Linked DNA regions of Danio rerio: region 1 is linked to region 2. Evidence: chromatin contacts called from public Micro-C data. All regions are on one chromosome and are shown on one strand. The core of a region is the stretch at or near the end of the contact, and the rest is flanking DNA. Distances in the headings are between cores, read along the strand shown.

Evidence for each region. Hi-C and Micro-C count contacts between places; a contact is called where the count stands out from the background.
Region 1: a Micro-C map of caudal fin shows a contact between it and region 2, with 2.5 times the contacts expected there. The contact joins two enhancer-like sites. A contact is called at or near these places in 2 of 18 Hi-C or Micro-C datasets (caudal fin and an unstated tissue).

What each region holds. Positions count from the first base shown.
Region 1 is chr9:14,017,458-14,023,318 of GRCz12tu, reverse strand. raph1a (Ras association (RalGDS/AF-6) and pleckstrin homology domains 1a) reads left to right here. Exons shown (of 15, transcript NM_001366728.1): 3 at 4,215-4,334; 4 at 4,680-4,782. The coding sequence starts at 4,215. Among named protein-coding and RNA genes, the nearest start is that of raph1a, 89 kb to the left of the region's middle. Within about 2 kb of position 2,363, at least 6 of the 62 cell types and tissues checked have an H3K27ac peak or open chromatin away from gene starts, as enhancers often do. A contact at or near this core is called in caudal fin, where this site is marked.
Region 2 is chr9:13,958,608-13,964,781 of GRCz12tu, reverse strand. raph1a (Ras association (RalGDS/AF-6) and pleckstrin homology domains 1a) reads left to right here. Exons shown (of 15, transcript NM_001366728.1): 15 at 779-4,338. The coding sequence ends at 2,872. It overlaps LOC101885154 (secreted phosphoprotein 24), which reads right to left. Exons shown (of 4, transcript XM_005167509.6): 3 at 4,952-5,077; 4 at 4,408-4,854. The coding sequence ends at 4,636. Among named protein-coding and RNA genes, the nearest start is that of abi2a, 81 kb to the right of the region's middle. Within about 2 kb of position 4,496, at least 1 of the 62 cell types and tissues checked has an H3K27ac peak or open chromatin away from gene starts, as enhancers often do. A contact at or near this core is called in caudal fin, where this site is marked.

The sequences.
Region 1 (5,861 bases), core at 1,114-3,613, 61 kb before region 2:
TTATTCCCATTCTGTTATGCAGTGTAACAGTGCTTATTTTGTTCAACGAGGCTTGAATATAAACGGTGTGCTCTCTAGGCATGTGCTAACATTCAGTCATACAATATATCATAATAATGATCATCCAGCATATCATCATGGTCATTTAAACACTGTATAAATGTATTATCTTAACTTTTACTCTGGTTTTGAAAAATATTCTTATTATTAAGAGTGTATTTTAGTGGGGTTCATCGCAGCAGCAAATGATTGAAGTCTTATAATACAATTAATAGAAAAATATCATTTAAATACATGAACAATTTAGGTTGCCAGTAAAACTGTAAATTTACAAGAACTCTATAAATAAATAATTACAATTATGCTGTATTGTTATATTACAATTGTTAAATTTAATTTTGATGCAGTCAAAACGGCCAGTTACTGTAAACAGTTACTGTAAACTTTACAATAAATTGTATTCATCTATCTGCAGTGCACTTGTAAATTTTCAACCAAACTTGCCAGTTGGTTACTGTTAATTTTAAAGTAAATTGTTTTACAGTGTGGAGCTATGAAATGCATATCACCAAATGACTCACTATGTGAAACAGAGAATGTCATCATAACCTTATTATTATTATTTATGTTATTGATCTTGTATATAAAGGCTATCCTGGTAGTTGTTGTTGCAGAATAAAGTCTGACCTGCCTCTAATTCCCAGAATGCATTGTACAGTAATGACAAAATCCCACTCTCTGTAACATATCTTAAAATGTAGCGACTTGACCAATCAGAATTAAGTATTCCAGACAGCCATGTAATAACATAACAACATCTTAGAATTATAAGGTTGCATCTGACATTTTTGTCAAAAAAATAGATATTGGCATATTCTTATTAAACGGAAACTTATTTACATTATGGGATGTTTTGTTTACATTTTAAGATTTTTTTTAATTTAACAACAAATGTTACACACTCACTGTTTGCTATATGAAATTCAGAAACTTTGAAGCTCAATATCTCAAAACCATTGAGAATGCAGATAAAACCCTATAATTCCAAGGTTAAGTTAAAGAGATAGTTCACCCAAAAATAAAAATTATGTCTCCATTTACTCACCCTTCACATATCACATATCTGATTAAGGCTGAAAACCTGTATCCATTAACTTAGGTTTTGTTTTTCCTACTATACAAGTCAGTGGTTACCAGTTTCCAACATTGTTCATTCATGAAAAACTACTCATCAATGAATTTGCTCTTCAGTGTTGGGACTCTCAATAATGACTTTAAACCACACTGAACTAAGCTAAACTGAACTGAACTTAAACATTAAAAACTGAACTACCCTGATCCAGTTACTATGACCATTTATGTGAAGCTGCTTTGACACAATCTACATTGTAAAAGCGCTATACAAATAAAGCTGAATTGAATTGAATTTAATTCATTCATTCATTCATTTTCTTCTCGGCTTAGTTCCTCTATTAATCTGGGGTCGTCACAGCGGAATGAATCGCCAACTTACCCTTTCAGCCGCAAACCATCTCTGGGAAACATCCACACACACTCATTTTTACACTACTTACACTTTAGCTTACCCAATTCACCTGTACTGCATGTCTTTGAACTGTGGGGGAAACCGGACCACCCGGAGGAAACCCACGCGAATGCAGGGAGAACATTTTAATAACTAATGAAATTAACATTTGTAACGGAGCAGCTTACTTATTATAAAGCCCTTATTGTAAAGAGTTAGCTATTGTGTTTTATCATTTTTTCTTAAAATTTGTCTGAAACGTGTTTACTATTTACTGTATATACAATAAACCAATGCACAAAGGATAAAGTTCTTTAAATTAAACTGTTAAAGTAATCTTTTTTTGCAGCTTCTGGCAATTTTGTGATAATGTAAGTTGCGGTAAAAGCTTCAACAATTATCTCAAAAAGAAAATTTGCTGTGCCATAAACCTAGTGTTATGTTGATGTTTGGTACTGAAACATTAGCATTATTGGCTCTGTGTTGTAACAGCGATTGAACTGTGTTTGTGCTAAGCTTGCCAAAATCAGCCATTTACAGCCAGGAAGGAAGATTTCCAAACCATCTGATAAGAAGACACTGATCTATGCAGATGTGTTCCACAGACATGTACTGTACACACACCAGGTCTCCATCTGCCCTGCTTATTGAGAGATTCTACAGGCTTGGAGTCTTGTTATCAATTAATCATTCATACTCTGAGTTCAAAGAAAAATTGTGGCTGTGATGTTACTTAATTACTTCATAATTTACAATAGTGACTGACAACACTGTCCATGAGTAACGTTGGATAGTGAGGTGGTTTTTGTTATACAATATCAGTGGTTCTGTGTCATCTTGGCCACTAGAGGGAACCAGAGTGTTTTACATTTTCAGAGCAGCGTCTGATTATAAATCTGAGGCATTAGTAAAGGCCCTGTGCACTTGAGATTAAAGATATAGTTCATCCAAGACATGGATATTCTGTCACCATTTATTCACCCTTAACTTGTTCCAAAACAAATTCAAAATCTCTTTCTGTGGTTAAACACAGAAGATAGTTTGAAGAATGTTGGAAACCAGTAGCCATTGAATTCCGAAGTGTTTCGTAGTTTCTCAGGATTTATCATTTATACGTGTTTGATTAAACTGTTTTGTTTTAGTTTGTAAATTAAATATGCATATCCTTCAAATATAAAATCAAAATGTTGTCATTTAGAGCATCTTTTTAAAGTTTAGAGTTAAGAAATCAATATTTGCTGGAATATCCTTGATTTTCAAGCACAACACATAGTCATTTGTCTTTTTGTTTAAAATCAAAACCTCTTTATTTGAAATTTGGAAAAGCGTTAATAGACTTCTGTAGAATAAAAAATGTTAACATTTTACTGAAACTCACACAGTAAGTTATAAATAAAGCATTTCCAGAGAAACAGTCAGAACGAGTCTTTTCTACACCATTACTCCAGTGTATAATGTCACAAGGTCTACATTACTGCTGAAAAAACATTATTGTTTAAAATAGTTGTGCTGTCTGTTTTTTTGTCATTTTTGTTTATGAAGATAAAGATAAGATGGTCATTTTTTATTATTAGGTTATTATGTAAAAAAGAAAGCAATTTATTGAAATTTAAAACTTACAATTTTTTATTAACGATTTTATTGATCGCAGACTTAACACCAGATCTACCAATGTCATTGTTTGACCATTTTAAACTTTTGCAAACGAATTGCTTTGTGGAAACAAAACCCATGACTTTTCTTAATTATTGTGTGCGTTACATTTAATTTAAATTGATAGATTTTTTTACTGTTGTTATTCTATCAACAAAGACCTGTCACAATAATCAATATATTGACTTATCATGCAATACTTGGAGATAACTTCAATAATTTTTACCCCAGCAATATATGTTTACAATTTCACCAAAAAAATGAAAGTCATTTTACAATGATGTTTACATTCTATCTCACCGTTGATATATAGATATATACTATACCTTTTTAACGTCTAATTATGAAATCTAAATAACCTTAAGAATAATAAGTATTATAAAATGTTTATGGCTGTTTGCATTATTATGCTGTTATGTAATTATTATATAATCAGTGCCATGATTTTATCTAAAAATGAAAATAATATTGCTTATTGCAAAAACTTCTGTGACAATATATTGCACAACAAAAATTGCTTTTTGTGACAGGCCTATATCAGCATAAATAACTTTAAAAAATTATATATATATATATATATATATATATATATATATATATATATATATATATATATATATATATATATATATATATATATATATATATAGGTACAAGCTCAAATTGACCAAGCGTATTTTAGGTCTAAAAGTGTTCATAAAGGTTTTTAATGTGCATTCAAATGCCTGTTGGTCATGTTTTTATGTTTTACTGGTTCAGTGGTCGTCAGTAAACTAATCTATTTTCACATTCACACCTATTTTAATTTATATGTCTCCTGACAGATCTTTTTTTTTTTTTTTTTTTTTGCATGGATTTTGTTTCTAGCATTATAAAGTCCAAAAGTCATGAAGCTTATTGATAAAAACTCGATTTGTTGGCATTTTTTTCTATGTTTATAAAATGATCATTAAACCTACACAGTTGTTTTTTCATTAATGATACCTCAGATTGCATTTTAAATGTAAACATCTGTACAATGTTGGTTGTGTTTCAGATGGAGCAGTTTTCAGATGACGAGCTGGATCATGCTGCGGAGGAGGACAGCGATAAAGAGGACCAGGACTTGGACAAAATGTTTGGAGCGTGGCTTGGAGAGCTGGACAAACTAACAAAGGTGAGACTAAAAGATGAGGACTGTGAATCTGTGTCCTGTTAATGCGCTGATGCTAATAATGTCATACTGGTCACGGTTGACAGCATAGATCAGGTCTGTGATGTCATTAAGTCTTTGATTGTTAAATCTGACACTCGTTCAATTAATTTGTGGTAGATGCATTTTAATATATTACTCTATCGTGATGCAATAGTTTTAAATGTTATGCAATAAGGTGTATTAGGATTAAATTGCGTCATTGATAATCTGTATTTTTCTGAATTAATCAGATCCTCAAATCCCTGTTTAGTGTTATTACAGGTGAAACTCCTGTATTTTGTTATCTCATCGCTCTGTTGTTTTTAGAGTCTGGATGACGGGAGACCAGAGAAGGTGCAGAAAGCTCCTCTCAGACAAGATTCAAACATGGCCAACATGGCCTACCGCTTCTCCGTTTACAACATCAACGGTGAGGTCACACAGTACAATACAAGATGCTTCATTTATATTTTTGTGTTATTATCATAACATCATTGTCACTATTAAACTAATATTGATGTAATTGGAGGAGGGCTGTTATAAATTTGTTTGTAATAAAAATCACGAAGACCTCAAGTGGGAACTACTGTATATACAGTAAGGCTTTCATTTTAATGCAAAATTTTCAGTGAAATTTTAAGTTTTTTTTATGTTAATAAAAAAGTTTCTAATGCTAAGTATTTTATTTTTAGGTAAAACTGCAACATTTTGAGAGATTGTTACTGTTTAAGACACTGTAACGGTTTTCTATTTTAGTACTTTTTTAATATATAATAGGCAAGGTGGCAATTAATCTGGCCTTCAGTGTGTCACATGATCTGTCATAATCATCTGTTAATACAATCAAAAAAACTTAGTTGTTACATTTTTAAACTACTTAGGTTTTTATAGATTTCAAAAGAAAACAATATCTCTTTGGAATGAGAAGTATTTTGTAACATTTCAAATGTCTAAAGTGTTACAGTATATCGTTTTATTGCATCCTTCCAAAAAATATATTTTACATTTTTTTTAGCGTTTCATTTAATCTTTTCTACTTTTCTAACTCACAATGATGTACAAATTAATAATTGCAATATAATTACTTAATAGTTGGTGTTCCTCTAAACAAGAAATAACGATTTTGGAAAGTTCCACATTTTCCAAAATTTTGTTTTAAGTCTATCTTTACTAGGATTTACTAAAGAGTTTTACTTGGTAATCAAGTATTTTATAAAGCACTTTTTGACGTTTTTTTTTTTTAAATTTTTTTACTAAGTAGATCAACAATAGATGATTTAAAAAAAGTTAATTTGTGAATGAATAAACATTACCTACTATTATTTTATTACTATCAGTCCATACGTGATCTTGAACCACAAAACCATTCATAAGCGCTAAAATTAAAAAAATGAAATTGAGATTTCTACATCACCTGAAAGCTGAACATATTCATTCATTCATTCATTCATTCATTCATTCATTTTCTTGTCAGCTTAGTCCCTTTATTAATCTAGGATCACCACAGCG
Region 2 (6,174 bases), core at 3,247-5,746:
CAGCTTTTGCATCTGAACTCTTCATATGTTGTGAGACTGAAAGTGTTTAGATAAGCATCTAAATGAATATTATCGGTTCTTGGTTACCCCCTTGACTCATTTTACAAGTCACTTAATGTCAAACAGGTTTAGGACAAAGTTAAAACTAAAGTTTTACCATTTTTAAATCCATTCAGCTTATCAACGGATCTGGTTGGGAGCACTTTTATCTTAGCATAAATTATTAAATCATATTAGATCATTAGCATCTAATAATAACATTTTAATTTTCTTATTTTAAGCTTGACTCTTTTGTGGTTACACTTCATGATATCATCACATTTGCTGTGATTATGGTATGGTAGCAAAGCTCCTTAATCATTATGTGAGTGTGAATTAGAGAATAGTTCATAGCCATATCAACCTAGAAATTAGCAACTTTCCCATTGGTCTCAGTACACAATGTAACTACAGAAGACTCTAGCTTAAAATATTTGAGATGCTAATGGTCTAATCTGATTTAATGATCTATGCTATGCTAAGCTAGAAGTGTCCCACCAGACCCAGAAATCAGCTAAATGGATGCAAAAATAGTAAAACTGTTTACCTCTAGAGGAAAATGAGCCTATTTCCAAAAAGTGGAGTGCTCCTTTAATAATTAATAACATTTAATTTCCCAGTTTCTATTAATTCCATTCCCATTTTATTGTGCACCACTAAAACCTTCTTTTAAAAAAGTTATGTCAAATGCATCATTCAAGCTCCTGTTCTAATATAACCCACTTTGTTTTATCCACAGATGAGAATTGATGGCCCCCCCGCACAGCCTGCAAGAGCTTCTTACCCTCTGCAACTCCCCCCACTGCCCCAGTCTTTGCAGTCTCGAAGCAGCTACAGCGGAGTGTCTCCAGCATCACCTTCCTCACCCCCCTCTCCACCACCACCACCTCCGCCACCTCCTCCACTTCCCAACCCCACACACCACTCCACCCCAGTTGTGTTCACTAAGTACAGCACCCTTGCAAGGCTGCAAAACATCTCCCAGGCTCCGAATCATTACAAACAAACACCATTATTAGCAGCACAGCAACAACCTACGCCCCCTGTGCCACCCCCACAGTGTCTCAAACCTCTTATGAATAACACAACTGAAGTTGCCAGCAGTCCTCCTCCAGCCCCACCACCACCACCTCCTCCAGAAATGCCAGTGCCAGGATCGGCCATGGCAGTGTTAAAGCATGCCCCTATAAGCCCCCAGTACACTCCCCCTCCACCTCCAGAGGAAGACCCATCTTATCTACACAGTAACGGATATTTGCCTCCACCACCACCCCCAGAACAGTTAAAATATCCACCTCCCCTCAGTACCAATGGGCTCCAACAATTCTTAGCTCAGAAGTTCCCCAATATGACCTATGACTTCTCACCTGTCCAGCAAGATGAAGAACCTCCACCGCCTCCTCCAGTATGTTTCTCTCCACCGCCTCAGCAGTCAGGCCCACCTGCTCCTCCTAAAACATTTACTGGTGGGTTTCCACCCCAAACAGCTCCAAAGCCAGGCCATGGCATTTCCCCCATTTCCCCTGTGCCACCTTCTCTTTCTCCAACCCCTTCTTTGATGAAGAAACAGCAGAGCCTCTCCAGTGGGCACAGTCCCAATCAACCGCCGCCTACCCTTCCCAAACAATACAGCCTTTCTTCCAAAGCTCCATCTGTATCTGCTCCTATCTCTCCAACCCAGTCACTTGTAAAACAGATTGTTAACCAGTTTCCCGATACCCTTGATGGATCCAAAGGTCCCATATCTCCCCCTGTGGTAAAAAACAAGCCTAAATGGCAACCAGGAGGACAGGCACAACCACAGTCTCCTGAATTTCCTCCACCTCCTCCAGAAAGTACCCTTGAATTTCCTCCTCCTCCTGCTCCAAGTCCTCCTCCTGCTTCACAGCCCTCTGGTAAATCTGGATCACCAATCAAAAAATCCCCATCAACATCGTCAAATTCTTCTACTGGTTCAGGAGGAAAGAAGCCCCCTCCAACGCCACAGCGCAATTCTAGCATGAAGGCCACTTCTTCTGTTGAGTACCAGGAGTCTAAGAAAGTGGAGGATCTGGTCAGCATGTTTGGTCAAACAAGTCAAGCCCCACCCAGCTCCTTCTCAACTCCATCCTCTACAACAGGATCACCCTCCAAGGAGTCTTCTCGGGCACTAACAAAACCAGGCAAGATCAACTTAGCTAATCTGCCCTTGGCTCTACAGGGGAGGCAAAGTCACTGTCGTCAATCCAGCGCAGACTTTCCATCTCCTCCTCTGGATTGTGAGTTTCCCCCTCCACCGCCAGACTCCGAACTCCTGCCTCCACCACCTCTTCCATCAGAACTGCACATTGGGGCTCCCAAAGTGGCTGTGGTGAACCCACAACCCCAGCATTCCTCCAGCTCCACATCCTCATGGAAGCAGAGCTCCTTGAAGAAAATGCCCCCTCCTACTATGCATCGCCGCAGCAGTGGCCCACCTGAGCAGCTAGCTCTTTCTCCACCTCCTCAGCAGATGCCTCTGTCCTCTTTTAACTCTCAGATCCCACCTACGTCTCCCAAGGCAAATCTTTCCATGCAACCCAACTTCCTGGAAGACCTCAACAGAACTCTCAAAAGAAAGTCCATGACTCGACATGGCTCCCTCACCTCCTCCCGAATCTCAGCCAAGCTGGAGCCTGTAGCCACAATGGACGATATGGCCCTTCCACCCCCTCCTCCAGAGCTGCTGCTGGGCCAGCAGAAAAAGGGTGGATACACGAGCGCCAACATCTCAGGCTATGCAACATTACGGCGGGGTCCCCCACCTGCTCCACCCAAACGGGACCAAAACACTAAACTGACAAGCGAGTGGTAGTTGGACATGTGCCGAGTATGACTATGTGACTCCTTTTCCACTCTGTCTTCAGTGACTGAAAAATCTGCATTAAAATAATACTCATTTTAACTCCAGATTATAACCACGATATGAAAAAGCCAAACCATCTATAACATAAGCTTCTCTGCGTGTTTGTGCCGCTTTGCTATTAAGTGTAGCAGATCTAAAAAAAAATACTGAGAAAAAGAGACTGACGTTGTTATTATAGGTACTGCATGGACACTGCTGTGAGGAAGGGGGATGATGTATATGTATTATAAAATATATATGTGGAACTCTGGGGTGGGAGGGAACTTGTACTTTTTTATATGAAATTATTTAATACCTGAAATATATTCTTATTTTAAAGTTTAGTTTTGAAACCCTTGACTGTAAACGTTAAACGTTGATAGAAAATCAGGGTTGCTGAACTGATGCTTGTGTGTGTGTGTGTGTGTGTGTGTGTGTGCGTGTGCGTGTGTGTGTGTGTGTGTGCGTGCGCGCATTTTATCTGAGTGATTTGGTTGATCCACTCTCAGACAAATAGCGAGGGACAGGTAATTAAGCCACCCTCACTCGTAGTGCAGATCCCAATGTGGGAGTTGCACTTGTGTAGCATACGTTCTAAATGAAGTATTCTACCAAATTTTCCAGATTTAATTTAAATGATTTAGAACCTTTCACTAAAATGTGGAGAAAGAAAAACCGCTACCATTGTTATTGATGAATCTGTTATGTTGTGTCATTGTGGACCCTTACTTTTCATGAAGATGTCCAAATGTTAGACAGTGAAAATGAGTTACCACATGAGTGTGTAGCTGGCCTGTGTCTGGGATGGGATGTGCTGTCTGTTTATGTTTGTTACATTGCTATCTATCTGTACATACAGCTGCAGTTCCTGACTTTATCAATGTGCGTTAGCTCTGCATGGGTGAAACACACAATAGGAAGTGATGTCGTTCTCCTTATTATTCAGTGCTGTATTAAAGTGTCACATATCTGGAACATCTATCTTTCATGTCTCGGCAATGCCAAAATGTACTGACATTAGCATGCATGCTTCCACAGTATGGTTGCCTAAGATTGCACACTTTGTAGGGTTTAGGATCATAGCCACAAAATAAAAGGTGTCATGTCAAGTTTTACTTGACGTACAATGCAAAAAATTCACTGTGTGCCTATTGTCATTGTCGTCCATCTAGCAAACTTGAATACGTCTGCTGAGAAAATGTGTACTTTATGGATTCGCGTTTCCAAAGGCTAATGAAAATGTAGGAACAGAAGGAGGAGTACAGAGCTAATGCTGCTTCTTAAAGTCAGGAACCTTTAGTTAAATAAGTGGGGAAGTAAATGTCTGTTACATATAAACTGAACAATATAGTTGTGTAAATCACAGAATGTTGTCCAAGTTCGTGTTATTTTTATGGTTCATTATCATCATACAATTAAAAATCTTATGGAAAATCCTTTGATTTCAAAATGATATGAATAATAATGCTAGTCTGTTATGGACAAAACAACAACAACAACAATATATTATGTGCACAAGTGTATGCGCCTTTTAAAACCAAATGTAAAAGAATGTGCCTTGGGTAGTACATTACTCGAGCGATTACGACACACACCGCTGCAATCTATGACTAAACACTTCATTTTATAACAGTTTAAGCTTGTTAGAACATGATTCTGTTTTTTTTTCTTTTCCTCTCTCTCTTGGATGCATCTTGTAAAAGTGTGTTTGATTTAATCACATTTATTTCAAATCACAGCAGTAATCTGGAACAGTCAAATTGTCCTTGGCATAGAATGACTCCTGGAGAGAAAGAGCGCAATGGAGCAGGTCTTGTCCTCTGGAAAAAGAGCTCCTCGCTGCTGGACTCTGAGCTGGACCTCAGTGCATCTACATCAGCAATACAGCTGATGTCCAGAGGAGCCACAAACGTGCCGCCAACACGCACAAGACTGGAGCACAATTCCTTTGACTTCAGAAAGAGAATTGAAGGTGAGAGATTTTACTGTGAGGTCATGGTGAAGGGACAGACTTATACAGCAATCAGAGGGAAATATTCTGATTCTTACCGCAAAACGTTCCCGTTTGAAAAGGCAACTGTCCATATATGCTCTTCTGGCATATTTCAGACAGTCTGTTTCCATTATTCCGAAATCAAGCAGAATGTCATACATATTGTCACGTACCAGTGTGATCTTCAAGGACAGAATGCAAAAAAGTTATTAAGTTAAAAGGTATTTCCATGTGGTTACATAAGTTGGATTACATGCATTAAACATTATGGTCTGTAACGACTGTTGGATATGACGTTTACAGTTTTAAAACATATTTTAATATCATAGAACATATGTGAAATATGTGAAAACTGATAATTCTGAAACAAACAGTACATTTAAAGATTAAAATAATATCAATATGTATTTATCTTTTTACAAACATGAAAGGTTGCCACTTTTTGACAACTGATAATAAAGTCTGTAAAGCAGATTAACGTCAACATTTTGAATTTGACAGCTAAATATATAGATTTTTTTCTTTTTTCTTTTTTTTTTTGTATGTATGCTAAGGTCCTGTATGTGCACAGTGATGTGAGTACCATCATCAGAACATGCACAGCATCATTTTCCTCCTGCAAATTGTTTTTAATAGTTAGTCTAGAACAGGGGTCACCAATCTCGGTCCTGGAGGGCCGGTGTCCCTGCAGGGTTTAGCTCCAACTTGCCTCAACACACCTGCCTGGATGTTTCAAGTATACCTAGTAAGACCTTGATTAGCTTGTTCAGGTGTGTTTGATTAGGGTTGGAGCTAAAATCTGCAAGACACCGGCCCTCCAGGAACAAGTTTGGTGACCACTGGTCTAGAAGGTGGCAAAAATGGTTAAGACTATTGTTTCACAGTTTCTTAAGAGGATACCTTCGGCTCAAGTTTAAATGGGTAGAAAGACATGTTTAGTGCTCAAAGTTTAAAGAAATTGCAGACACTGGACGAGGGTAAAGCTTTTTGTTGTGAAAACATGTCAAGTGCTAGTCTGTTATGTACTTATGCAGGTTTTGTGTCTTAAAACTAATTATGCACTGAAATGTGAAATACTGACTAGGCTGTTAAAAAAAGTTTCTGCATAGCATGAATATGAGTAGTATGAATGGAATTCGTATATACTAGATTTACTATGTTGTCACATGACCTACCTGCCTTCATTCATAAAATCTTTCCCATGGCCTCATGGGATTGTAAAGTGCTCTTCAGAATCTTGGTAGAAGCAGGCCATGGGTCCTTCTCACCTTATACATAA